Regions from separate parts of the Mus musculus genome. Here regions 2 and 3 are each linked to region 1. A link is a contact called in public Hi-C and promoter capture Hi-C data. All regions are on one chromosome and are shown on one strand. The core of a region is the stretch at or near the end of the contact, and the rest is flanking DNA. Distances in the headings are between cores, read along the strand shown.

Evidence for each region. Promoter capture Hi-C pulls out the DNA fragments that hold promoters and counts their contacts. A called contact is a pair of places that touch in the nucleus more often than the background predicts.
Region 2: a Hi-C map of Th2 cells shows a contact between it and region 1, with 2.2 times the contacts expected there. The contact joins the enhancer-like site here to the promoter of Htr1b in region 1. A contact is called at or near these places in 1 of 15 datasets of contacts at CTCF or cohesin (large pre-B cells), 2 of 484 Hi-C or Micro-C datasets (both in Th2 cells), 2 of 115 datasets of contacts at active chromatin or transcription factors (embryonic stem cells and large pre-B cells) and 2 of 9 other capture datasets (embryonic stem cells and liver).
Region 3: a contact with region 1 is called in a promoter capture Hi-C map of pre-B cells, with 2.2 times the contacts expected there. The contact joins the enhancer-like site here to the promoter of Htr1b in region 1. A contact is called at or near these places in 1 of 39 promoter capture datasets (pre-B cells), 1 of 484 Hi-C or Micro-C datasets (cortical neurons), 1 of 115 datasets of contacts at active chromatin or transcription factors (large pre-B cells) and 1 of 9 other capture datasets (pancreatic islet).

The regions. Positions count from the first base shown.
Region 1 is chr9:81,631,783-81,636,334 of GRCm38.p6, forward strand. Htr1b (5-hydroxytryptamine (serotonin) receptor 1B) reads right to left here and starts at 2,050. Exons shown (of 2, transcript NM_010482.2): 1 at 1,904-2,050; 2 at 1-1,089. The coding sequence starts at 770. D430036J16Rik (RIKEN cDNA D430036J16 gene) reads left to right here and starts at 148. Exons shown (of 3, transcript NR_040395.1): 1 at 148-497.
Region 2 is chr9:82,009,129-82,013,680 of GRCm38.p6, forward strand. The region is part of intron 4 of Mei4 (meiotic double-stranded break formation protein 4); the gene reads left to right. Among named protein-coding and RNA genes, the nearest start is that of Mei4, 150 kb to the left of the region's middle. Within about 2 kb of position 1,998, at least 3 of the 459 cell types and tissues checked have an H3K27ac peak or open chromatin away from gene starts, as enhancers often do. A contact at or near this core is called in Th2 cells, where this site is marked.
Region 3 is chr9:81,943,273-81,947,824 of GRCm38.p6, forward strand. All of the region lies in intron 3 of Mei4 (meiotic double-stranded break formation protein 4), which reads left to right. Among named protein-coding and RNA genes, the nearest start is that of Mei4, 82 kb to the left of the region's middle. Within about 2 kb of position 2,514, at least 7 of the 459 cell types and tissues checked have an H3K27ac peak or open chromatin away from gene starts, as enhancers often do.

The DNA of each region.
Region 1 (4,552 bases), core at 800-3,299:
GGGGAGTCTGTTATCAACTGGGCTCGGGTCAAGCGCTTGCCGGTCTTGTTGGGTGTCTGTTTCAAAATCCGAGAGCGGGCTTCCACATAGATGCGGCCATAGAGGGCGATGAGGAGCAGGGTGGGTAAATAGAAAGCGCCCACCGTGGAGTAGACCGTGTAGAGGACGTGGTCGGTGTTCACAAAGCAGTCCAGCATCTCCTCCTCTGCTTTGGCTTGACGCCAGAAGAAGGGTGGCAACGAAATAGAGATGGAGAAGACCCACACCAGCACGATCATGATGGCCGCCCTTTTGGGAGTCCTTTTAGCAGAATACTCCACCGCATCGGTGATGGCCCAGTAGCGGTCCAGGGCGATGACACAGAGATGCATGATGGAAGCAGTGCAACAGGTGATATCCGACGACAGCCAGAAGTCGCAGACCACCTGGCCTAGTGTCCAGCGTCCAGTGACCGTGTACATGGTGCTGATGGGCATCACCAGGATGGACACGAGCAGGTCAGTGACTGCCAGAGAGGCGATCAGGTAGTTAGCCGGGGTGTGTAGCTTCCGGGTCCGATACACCGTAGCGATTACAAAGGCGTTGGAGAGCGTGGTGGCCAAGGTGATGAGCGCCAACAAAGCAACCAGCAGGACTTTCCAGGGCAGGGCGATGGAGTCCTGGTAAATGTAGCCGTCGGCGCTGCAGTTGTGGGAGAGGTTGGTGAGAGGTACCCCTGTCTGGGAGGCGGCGGGAGGCGGCGGGGCGCACTGAATACCCTGCTCCTCCATAGCTCTCCTCGTCCTGGCTGCGGAGCGCAGCTCTTGAACATGGAGCGGACCAGGGAAAGAACAGAGGACGGGAGGATCATGGAGACTATAGGCTTGTCTCCTTTGGCTAGCCAGTTCCGTGGGCTCCTCAGTAACTCCTCCGCCTGTGTTCTCAGCCCAAAGGAGAGGTCACAGGCGCGGCCACCAAGCCTGCGGGCGCGTCCCCTGCACTTCCAGTGCGCCAGGCGCTGCTGCCGCGTCTGCTAGCTCCTCTCCACTCCCCGTCTTCGCCCGGGTGAATAAAGCACTGGCCCACCCAGTCCAGCTTCTCTCAGGTTCCCTGGAGGCAAACAGTGGAGAAGGACTAAGTATCGCTTGTAGAGGGGTCTCGGGGTCTAGTGGGACCTCTTACCCCAATTGCTCAGGTCTCAGCTTCTCCTAACCCGGGCGCTCCGGAATCTGCAGACTCCGCCCGAAGGAGTTTGCTGGCTGTGCAGACCGAAGCTTGCAGGCCAGTGCAGAGTCCTGGGCTTGCATCCCCACCCCATGCCCCCTACAAGCCCGGAGCTCCGCCACTTTCTTTGGCCGCCGCCTGACTTGGGGATTGTGAAGTCTGCGAGCCAGCCGCGCGGCGCCAGCAGCCTGGGCGCCGCACTCCCTCCCTTTTCACACGCTGGCCACACCAGCGAGCTGCCCCGTGGAGACCCGGCCACCAGAGGGGAGACTCTGGGGCCCGAGCTGCGGCAGTTCGAGCCGCCCTGCAGCTGTCACCACCTCCAGGGTTCCAGCAGCGCCGCTGGGAGCCATGCCGCGGGGCACAAGGGGCTGGGGCACCTGGAGCCGCACACCGGGAGGGGGCAGGTGTCTGGGGGAGCGGGAGGAAGTCGGTGTGCGCCAGCCCGGGAGCGGGGTGTGAGCCTCAGAGCCGGTGGGGCTCCTTTTATATTATCTGGGTCCAGCCTGGTCCGGCTGTGCAACTCGTGCAGTGCGGCGAGAGCAGACGGCGGCTGCAAAGCACCTTCCCTTCTGCTCTTTCCCCCCTCCCTCCCTCTCTCCCTCCCTCCCTCCCTCCTTCTTTTCCTCCCGCCCAGATCCAGTCCCTGCTACAGAATCTCCCGCAGGGTCCTACCGCCCTCTCTCGCAGTTTTCTTCACCTTGTCCCTTCTCCCGACCCTGAAACTTGGAGTCGCCTTTCAAGCAGGGAATGGGTAATGGGACGTCCTGTTCTAGCCTCTGAGAGCTTTGAGTCTTTGCGCTCCGCAGTCAACCCACGTCTTTAGTCGCTGCCACAGACTTAGTGCGGGCGTCCGGGTCTAGGCTTCCGCCTACCACCACCTCCCTCTTTCCTGGTGGTTGGTGGTAGGTGGAGCAAGCGCCAATATCTGAACTCTCCCTTCTGGAATCTAACCCCACACCGAGGGCCACACCCAGTTTAGGAGGCGCCAGGGATGCTTCCTTAGAAGGAAGCAGCCAATATGTGCATGCTATACTTCATGCCTGGGGCTTTGAGACATCTTTGACTCTTAGTACATTAAAAACACAATTTCCCAATCTACATTTAGAAATTTGTGCTTGTCATTCAATCCTCCCCTTTAACTTTGTGAGTCAACGGGAGAGAAGCTGTCTGCAAGATGTAAAACAGTGTCATAAAGAGAAGCCTACTGTATGCGAAATTAAACCTTCCACCCCATCCTCCCGCCCCAGTGGCTCCGCAGCTCAGCGCCCGACTTTTCAGTAAGAAGTTCTTCCACTCAGCCCTCCCAGAAAAGGAAAAATAAAGGGGTCTCTGAGCCATCACAACTACAGTCACCACTGTCTCCTTTGCCCTAGGCAAAAGGTTAGCAATTCTGCCATAGGGGGCAGTAAGCATAGCAGCTGGGTCCCCAAACCCGGAGCAGATTCCCTAGCCTTGGTTTCGCCTCCAATCTGAACAGAAACAAATACAGGGTCTACTTAGGAATCAAAAGCAAAGTAAATGGCAATGTATTCTCCCCGTGTTAAGGACTAAGGTTCCCACTAGAATTCCCGCGAGCCTAAGTGTGTGTTTGATATGTTGAATGGATCTAGTAAGAGTCACATTATAATTGAAATCATCAGTTTCTCTGCAAGTGTTTTTTTTTTTTTTTTTTACACCTCAAATCGTTCCATCCCAGAGCTCAGCCAGGATCATCTGCTCTATTGGCCATCCAGTTTTAAGGGTGGAGCAATTTCAGACCTTTACAAGAGACTGAAGGTGACAAAGTCCCAAACCAAATTCCCTGAGTTCTTGCCCCTCTAAGCCAGCAAGGCAGACAAAAATTAGAAAGCATAACTGATGCTGAGTGTTTTCCTCTGCATTAGGAATATGGAGACAAACGGGGCAAATTCAGATCCAGTTTTACAGCAGTTATATTTTAGGAGAGGCAAAGACAGTTGCTTACAGTCAACTAAATCAGTATACTTTCATTTGGCAGCTAGTGTCCTAAAAAAAAAAATCTTCCAAGCTTTGGAAGGGGGCTTTTTAACTAAGGTTTAAGGTTTAAGCTGTGTTGCAGTAGATGCCGCGAGGATAAAAACACCACCTTTTTTCCTCTTTTCCTTTTCCTAAGATCAGAGACTTCAGCATATTAAGCATTTTTTTCCACCACATTTTAAGGTGCCCCATCCTCCAGTCTTCAACTCGATCTACCTACATGAGGTGCCTTCATTATCTTACTAACTAGCTCAGCACCAGTTAAAAGCTATTGAAAACGGACTGGAAGCTGGCAATGTTGAGCCACTAGGTGGGGGCGTTGACCAGGATGGAGCAAGAGTGTGGTTGAGGGGCAAGAAAGCCGGGTGGATGCCAGGAAACTATTTTCCTGCTACTATACTATCATTAGTATCATTCGGGAGCTAGGGAAGATTGAGGGGCGTGTTCAAGAGGCGGAAGGAGGGAGAATATTAACAACTATGGACAGCCTTCTTATTTCTGTTTCCGAAGCAGGAGACTGAGAAACCGCCTTGGTGTTGGGAGAGAAACAGACACCTGTGGCATTCCCATGCATTGCAGCTGATCTGAAGTCCCACACCCTCAGCAGGTTCTACTACTTGCAGGCAGATTTTGATTTTACCTTCTGGTTAGAGCTCTGTGAATATGCCGCTGCAGCACAGAAGGGATTTAGGCGGAGCTCAGTGAAGCACCACAGTTCATTAAGCTAGTTTCTGAATTTCACTCGTAGCTTCCCAGACTTGAAGCATATGAAAAGCAGCTGTTTGCTCAACAGTGCATATTTGTCAAACAAGAAGCTTACCCATTGCTGCTGGGTACCAATTCCTGATGTTTGTTTGGTTGGTTGGTTTGCTGTTGTTGTTGTTGTTGTTGTTGTTGTTGTTGTTGTTGTTGTTGTTGTTGTTCCAAAGTTCCAGGTCTTTCAAGGGCACCTTCTCTCAAGGGCTTCTGTTCAAGAGAACAGTAAAACTTCCTTGTGTAGAAAAAGGTCTGATTTGATGGCAGGACCAGACCAGATAGTGACTGAGTCATTAGTATTGGGATATGAACCACCCTCAAGGGGACTTTCCTAAGCCAGGAGGCTGTGAGGCTCCCTTGGGGAAATTGCAGGTACAGTCTGGGAGGGTTTGATCATGGTCTTATCACTTTCCTGGAAACCAGAAGAAACATGACATAGAACTCATAAAAAATTCACTGTCCAGCACAGTCCTTATCATCCAGTGAAAATCTCATTGAAAAGTGTCCAAGCCACTGGTCCTAATCACAGAATGTGGGAACTGAATAGACACTTCTTTTTCAGGTCTAAGGCCAATGTTGGCTGTTTTTACTGCCA
Region 2 (4,552 bases), core at 748-3,247, 380 kb after region 1:
TCTGCCATCCTTTTGATTAATTACAAAAGCTTAGAAGGTAAGTGAATTATTTATCTACTAAACCTTTGCACAGTTTACCTATACAACTGTGAAGGACTGGAGTTTTCATTCAACAGTTGCTGTCGTCCTGTTCAAAATGGGAGTTTGGACTCAAACTATAACATAGAACAAATTTATTTCTTATTTTTTCTTAGAAAAAAAATGAAACAAGATTAATAGAGTATCTTCAATAGTTTCAGAGATTGGTGCTTGGCAGGGATGCATCTCAAGTTGGACCAGTTATAGGTTGGCCATTCTCTCAGTTTCTCCTCCGTTCCCTGTCCCTGCATTTTTTTTTTTTTTTTTTGGACAGGATACATTTTGGGTTGAAATTTTTTGTGGGTGGGTTGGTGTCTCTTTCGTCCCACTGGGATTTCTGCTTGGCTACAGGAGGTGGTTTCTTCCGGTTCCATATCCCCGATGATGCTATGAGTCACAGCTCAGGTCCCCCTTACTGGTTCTTAGGTGTCTCCCTTATCTCAGGTCTCTTAGCACTGCTTTCATTATAGCCCATACATTTGGGTGTATTGTGCCCTCATTTTAATTGAATTGTACCAAGTTTTTAATTCCCTTCTTTATCTCTTCCTGACAAGGTCATCATTGAGTACAATTATTCAATTTCCATGAGTGTAGGCTTTTCAGTGTTTCTGTTGTTGTAGAAGTCCGGCTTTAATCCATGGAGTCTGATAATATAGAAGGTGCTATTTCAATTTTCCTATATCTGTTGAGGCTTGCAATGACTGACTATATGATCAATTTTGGAGAAAGATCCATGAGGTGCTGAGAAGAAGGTATATTCTTTTGTGTTATGCTGAAATAATCTATAGATATCTGTTAGGTCCATATACTTAGAATGTCTGTTAGTTTCATTATTTCTGTTTAGTTTTTGTCTGGTTGGCCTGTCATTGGTGAGAATGGGGTGTTGAAGTCTCCCATTATTTATGTGTGGAGTTCGATGTGCGATTTAAGATTTAGCAAAATGCAAGTGACCTTGTGTTTGGGGCATAGATGCATAGATGTTCAGAATTGAGATAGAACTTTCCTCTGTTGAGTTTGACATGCTCTTCCCTGTCTCTTTTGATTAATTTTGGTTGAAAGTCTATTTTATTAGAAAATTAGAATAGCCACTTCAGCTTGTTCCCTGGGTTGTTTGCTTGGAAAACACCTTTTCAGCCCTTTACTATAAGCCGGTGACTGTCTTTATTGCAGGGAAGATGGCTCGGGAAGGGAAGCTTACCTGTGTGGGTCAGGCTCAACAAGTGTGATGAAGGTGGGAGGAGAGCTGGCCGGGAGTGGAGTTCCCTCTGTGATAGGCTGTTCCCACAGTGCATTTCTAAGTAACACGAACACACAAGATAGGAGGGAAGAGACGAAAAAGTACACAATTGAATTTTTCTACTCCAAAGCAAATGTTTTAGTGATGTCAATATGTCGAATCCTGAGGAGAGTGAACCCCATCACTCTCCGTTCAGTTTGCTCAATACAGACAAGACTGCTAATGAGTGTCACTTATTTATAAAGCTAGATGTCCAAACTGCAGAGTCCAAGAGTGTGTCTTTCATTTGACTTTCCCTAATTCTAGAGTGACTTTTTATTTCAGGCATTTGAACAGAGCAGTTCAGAGACAATATTAGAAGGGAACAGATAATTGCATGCCATTCAAACTGTTGACAAACATGAATGTAATTATGGCCTGCACGAAGCTGCAGTATGCTGGATTGCAGGAGGAAGTCACATTATTAGTTCTTCACAGCCCATACATGCAGTTTCTAAAGAAGCTTTTGTTTTGGATTTCTAATGAATATACCCCACCGAACTGCTTTCTGGCAATAGATGATTAAGGCTACTTCCTTTTAAAGCAACTTCTACCATACAGTTATTTCAGACCAAATACCAATGTAGGTTTGCATTGAAGGAGATGCATTTCTGGGAAACACTCATGAAAGGTCCTTTCAAGGGGATTTCTGAAGTAACAGTGACTCACCTCCTAATCGGCATGCTTTGTTGGCACTGGGGTTTGGGTTCCTTCACATGGAAAGAGGGCATTACTTTTTTGTGGTGACAAAGAGGATTCAAATACCTCACAGTTGATTCTTCATAACGGTCAGAGAGAACTAAAGGAAAAGTTGAGCTCTTCTGGGTCAGCAAAGCTAGTGGGAAAGCTGGGGGAGGGTTAGGTGAGTAGACTTCTCAATGCTCTGTTGCTTTTTAAATACAGAGTGGAAGACTCCTGAGAAAATGTAATCATGATATAATATAAAGTCATTTTAAATTTAATTTTATTTTGTAGGATTAATACATACATGTGAGCATACCATGAAAAAAGTTCTAAGCGGGGAGAAATGCACATGTAGGAATGCATTGAAGCAGAACCTGTAAAAAGAAAGGCAGATAGGGAGTAACTTCTGTCTTCAGTCTCAATGCTGGGATGCTAAAGAGACTAGGGAGCTCATCATGAGAAGATCTCCTTTCTCTTCTTATTTGTGTGTGTGTGTGTGTGTGTGAGAGTGTGCGTGTGCACGCACATGCATTTCCCTATCTCCTTTAATAGAATATATATACATATATATGCGTGTATATATATCTCTATATATGTATACACACACACACACACACACACACACACACACACACACACATATATATATATATATATATATATATATATATATATATAATCACTTTATCATTTATGGTCACTATCAAAGAGGATCTTCATTTTATATTACATATAGCAGACCATGGGAAAAATTATGTGAACATGTCGCTGTGAGAATAACTGATTTTTGATATGTGTGAAGGAATTTGTGACTGAAGTGTGGTTAAATGATAGCTTAATTTTTCTGTGTTTGACATGACTAAAGGGCATATGATCCTGGAGGCATGTTTCAAGTCTGGAGAACTGAAACACCATCATTAAAGAATATGTAAAGTAGAGTCATTAGAGATTAGTGCGTTTTCAGGATCAGATATTTAGAAACCGGGAAAAGAAAATTTTATTGTAACACAAACACTGAATTCTCAACTCACTGTTTTGTATTAAAATAAATGTATTGATAGTATGGCTCTATAACTCCAGAATTTGATATATTTTGAAAATGACAAAAGCATCAAGAGGCTCAGTGATACAAGAGCTAATGGTAGCAGTATCTCATACAGCCTAAGTGATGCTGCACCACGTTATATGAGCATCTGAGGTCCTCCAGTCAGTATGGAATTGATCAAACCAGTGTTCAAGGAATGGTCTAGTTGAAGTCTTCAAAGAACCTAATCCAGAAAGAGTACACAACTCATCACAACCTCTTTAGATCTTTCCGTGGAGTGATACAAATCAATACAAACTGACTTCAGGGTCACAGAACCAGACTTTGAGACTTAGGGTAAGACATATACAGACTTCAGAATTATAGTGACCTAGAAACAATCCTGTCAGTGCCCAAGCCTGGGTCTCTGGTTCTTTAACTTTAAGACAGACATAATTGTATTACCTAATCCTTTGAGACTTAGAAGGGAATTAAATGCTTTTTTGAAAGCCACTGGTTTTTAATAAATATTATTTTCCGTGCCTTTCCTTAAATGTCCAGTAACAGAAACCCATCACAGTGTTGCCAAATCAATCTCTATTTTATTTTACTTTTTATTGTTTATTGTATTTATTTAAATCCCAAATGTTGCCTTCCTTTTAGTCTTCCCTCACAGAGTTCTTCCATTTTTCCTCCCCTGCCCCTTCACCTCTGAGAGGGTGCCCCAAAGGGAAATCCTCTCCTCCCTGGGGCATCAAGTCTCTACAGGATTAGGCACCTCCTCTACTGCTGAGGCCAGACAGAGCAGTCATTGGCTACACATGCGCCAGCGGCCTTAGATCAGGAATAATTGCTCTTTGGTTGGTGGCTTAGTCTCTGGGAATTCCCAGGGGACTGAGTTAGTTGACACTGTTGTTCTTTCTATGGGATTGCCAACCCCTTCAGTTCCTTCAGCCCTTTCCATAACTCTTCCTTAGAAGCCCTCATCCTCAGTCCAATGATTGGCTCTGAGTATCTGCATCTGTCTCAGTCAGCTGTTAGTACAGCCTCTCATAGGACAGCCATACTGGACACCTGTCTGCAAGCACAACATGGCAACAATAATAGTGTCATGGTTTGGTGCCTGCTCATGAGATAGATCCTAAGCTAGGCCTGTCACTCGTTCACCATTTGGTCAGTCTCTGCTACATTTTTGTCCCTGAATTTATTTATTTATTTATTTATTTATTTATTTATTTATTTATTTATGGCAAGAATAATTTGGGGTCGAAAATTTTGAAGGTGGATTGGTATCCTCATTCCTCCACTGGGGGGCACTGTCTTTCTACTGGAGATGACCTTCCTCAGGTTACATATCCCCACTGTGAAATGGGAACACTCCTCCATATTTAGTGGGCTTGCAAGCTGGCACAACCATTCTGAAATCAATCTGACAGTTCCTCAGAAAATCAGAAATAGTTCTAACTGAAGACCTAGCAGTACTGCCCCTG
Region 3 (4,552 bases), core at 1,264-3,763, 310 kb after region 1:
ACAGAGGAGGATTGGATGTGGGAGAGAGGTGGGAATGGGGAGAATGGGAAGGATGGAGGACAAATTGTGGTTGGGATGTATTCAAAACAAACAAACAAACAATTAAAAAGATACCAGCTAGGCAACTTTCTTGGATGCTGCTGGCTGTTACTTTTTGATAAATGAATTAACAAAGGAAACAAAATAAAAAGTATGAAATTCCAACCAATGATGAGATAGAATTCTGCTGACAGGAGACTTCAGAGTGACATCTGGGCACTAAGCAGAGAAAGCAACCATTCCTGCTTTCTGTTCAATCAGAAACTAGTAGGAATTAAGAAAATTCTATTGGTGGAATATGTAAAGTGTATGCATATTTTGAAACTAAGTAGGGGTGAGTTTTTATTAAGTGCTTACTCAATTAACCTGGTCAATATTAAACAGGAAAATATAATATTCTTTAAGATGTTGCTGTGTATGAGTAGTTATAATGACATGAAAAATAATGAATAGTGATTTAGGCAAAATTAAAAATTAGTCAGGGTTCTCTAGTGTCACAGAACTTATGGAATGTATCTCTATCTTGAGGGAATTTTATTGTGATGATTTACATTCTGTAGTACAACTAACTCAACAATGGTCAACTGTGAAGAGGAGGTGCAAGAATATAGTAGTTGCTCAGTCAGTCCCATGAGGCTAGTTGTTTCAGCTGGTCTTCTGTAGAAGTAGGTTCCAACAGATGTGTTGGCTAGTAAGTGCAAGCAGGTAAAGAAGTTAGCTAATAAATATGTGTAAGTGCTGACAGCAGTCAACTCTAACCATCCAAAATGGAAAACTAGGTATGCTATGTAAAGTGATGAAGTAAATACCAAACCAGTCAGCCAAGAACACTTCCGACAGAGTGACAGGGAAAGGGGTACAGTACTACCTTCTTGGAAATAAGCATAGCCCTGGATCATAGCATGAATGTGTTGGATACTATTAAAAATACTGTGAACATAAGTTTTAAAGAAGGAGATTTATAGCACTTGACTGTGGGTTTGAGAAAGAGAAGAGAGAGAAAAATAAACATTGCTTCAAGGTTTTGGTAACTTCTGCATGAAGAGGTGTCCTGGGCCAAGAGGAAGCATAGCCCAGGTCTCCATTCTTACCCAAACTTTAATAATGACTGGGGCATAACTGTAAGACAGATAGCACAGCCAACCATCAATCAGTATTATAATGTGGGGCTCAAGACAGGGCACTGGCCATGAGGTACATTTTAGAGGTAGTAGAGATGAAGGCTTTTTGTTTGTTTGTTTGTTTGTCTATAAATAATTAGAAAACAAATTACAAATAGAAAGAGGGCAGTGTCTGAGGCCTGGCAAAACTACAGTATGTGGCAATTACTGAATAGCAGATGGCAATTACTGAAAATAAATCAATGAGTTAGAGGCCATCACCTTAGTGGGAAATTTAGGAAAGTATTGGTGTAGAAAGCAAGAAAGGAAGACTTTTCTACACCAAGGATGCATTCAGAGCTGCTGCATGTTACCCAGCCTTCATAAGGCCAGAACTGAATGATGGTATAGGTTACAGTCATTTCATATGAATGCATAACTAGATAATTTGGTGCTATTGTCATACATTTGCTTTAGCTGTTTTAAATCTCAGTGTGTTGCTGCTCTTTACTGTACTCACACAAAACCAGGTGAAAGGCCAGGTGGGTGGCTCGGTGGGTAAAGGGCTTGCATTGAAGAAGGGAGTTCAACAGTGGATCACAGCAGGAAAGGAGAGAACTAACTGACTTCTGGGAGTCATTGTGTGATTCCATACATTAGCCATGGAACAGACATGTCTGCACTCACATATCATGCACACATGCATATATACACACAAATGCACACAGACACACAGACTTATATACGTATACACACATACACCTCATACACACACATATCACAATACATACAGCCACATATCACACACACAGATTAAATTTAAAAATGAGTAGGTTCATCTTTGAGTTAATGCTGGGGCCCTGTATAGCTAAGCAAATTAGTGGGCATTGTACATTTTTGAATATTTCATTATCTAATTTGGTTATGTTTTTGGTTTGCTTAAGACCAAAGGAAAAGGAAAAGAATAGAGAGGAGAGAAAAAAAGAAAAGAGGGTTTCAAAGGCTGGGGTATAACTCAGCAGGAATGCTTGCCTCAGAAGTCCTTAGGTTCTATTCCCAGAACCATAAAACAAAATAAGACAAGACAAACAAACAGACAAAAAAAAAAATCAAGGAACAAAAGAAAAAAAAACACAGACGTATATAAGAGGATGTCAGGATCATGGCAAAATTACCAAATTCAATCCACGAGCCATACTCATGAACGCAAACAGTTCCATAATCATTTTATTCTCTTTTTAAAAACTAAGTAACATATTAAGGTAAAGCATTATTAATGACTTAATCCCAATCTCTGAGTAATATATTATATGATGGTGTAGATGGCCATGACAGCTATAAGCAGAAGTTCTACTTCCCTTTTCCTTTTTTAATTACAAAACCCCACAGCATTGTGGGTAGCGTTTGCAAAGGCAAGCTGTTCTTCCCCACAGCACGTGCATGCTGGCTCCTGCTTTAATGTGCATTAACCTTGCAATACTCAGAATATGGTTAAGGGATCAGCCATGCGCGCATCGCCTGAAACCTTGTAAAAATACAGGCTCTTGAGCCCCTATCTCAGAACAATCGAATTTCAATCTGTATTTTAATAAGGTCCCCAGGTACTTCATACAGACGTTAAACTTTAGAAACACCTCATTAACAGATTTTGATTCCAACTTCTAATTTCTTAGACCTACATTCACTGAGTTCTTGCTAACTACTTTGAAATGATCAGTAGGTATAATTTTAGCCACAGTCTGGGAAAATGGTTTTCCTGCATTACAGATATGAAAACTGAGATGCAAAGAGATGATACAATATTCCCACGAGAGCAGCCATAAAGACCCCAGATCTAACTTTAAGTATTTGAGTTATAAGTACTTTTCTTTGAACAAGATAGTTGGTACCTTCCCAAAGCTTTACTTGTGGCTGCATCCCATAGAAGTCCAGGGTCTTTTTTAGAGATTCAATGATTTGTTTCATAGTGGGTTTTACTCTTGAATTCTAAAAATGATTTATTATGAAGTACACAGTCTTCTCTTTTTCAATCCAAAAGGAGAAATTGTTCTGTTTTGCTTTGTTTTTTTATTTGTCTTTCAGGTGTAGTCTAAGGTTTTTGTTATGGTTGGTTGGGCCTAGATTTTATTTTGTTTTGTTTTGTTCTGTTTTATTTTCTGAAAAGGAACATCAAGTGGAACCAAATGACAGATATTAGATAGTTCCAATGTGAACTTGTCATAATTTTTTTAGTAAAATTAATTTGTAACATTTAATCACTAATGCACATCAACTAATATTTCAGTATAGTTATGTACAAATACATGGGTTTTGGTGAATTGTTTTGCTCTTATGTATATGAAAAGATGTTAAGAGCCAGAGGACCAGGGCATCTGCTGTGAAATAATGTCTTCTATAAATGTTAGGGAAGCCTTACTCATGAAATCTCAAAAATATAATTACCTAAACAAAACCTTCAATATACCACTATTAGATGGCATGCCAGTGTACATGAGGAAATTTTATATGGCCCAACACCTATATGAAGAGCTACAGGAAATAAAAGTGTCTACTGAGAGAAGGAAATCGGTAATATCCAGGTGTGAGTCCTCTGATAGATTATCTACTCCCAAGTGGTCAGCCCTCCATAAAAACACATGTGGACAACAGTATGTGGATGCAGTAGACTATATGCAACACTTGGGCACGCCCACACACATACCCATGCACACACACACACACACACACACACACACGCAAACATGCATGTACACATGCATACACACATACATACACCTGCACATGAACACATAAGTATAATTAAAGAAAATTACAACAGGAGTTTGAGAGCAGTTTGGGGACACTGGAGAAGGGAGGAAAAGAGGGGTGGAAATGATGTAAATACAGTTTGCATATAAAATTCTCAATTTTAAATTAAAAGATGTTTTATTTTTGAAAATAAATCTGAAACACCTAAAGTTACCTAACAAAGTTAAATTAGGAAAAATCAGTTTAGAAAACTTAAGTGTAGAACACTTTATGATGTATATCCTAGCTGATGTGAAATCAATACTGTTCTGATCTTTGGCCCATGATACACCCCACCAGATATACTGGATCTCAAGGATGATTCTAATGGTGTCACAGGTAATTGGAGAGATGAGAGGTGATCTGGACTGTCATCACTACACATCCGTACACAAATATGTGTACAAACACACATCCTGTCTCGTAACTGGCAGAAGACGCTCTCATTTCCTTTTGTATTTAGTGTGTGAAGCACTTAACGCATCTCTGTGTTGCACTGAACACTGGTATCTTATTATGTTGCTTGCTTACCCTCTGTGTGAAATTGTTCAACAGCACCTATCATCTGCTGACTATTCTTTTTCAACAATGATTACAGTCACAGCCTGACTCAGCAACTGGGGCAT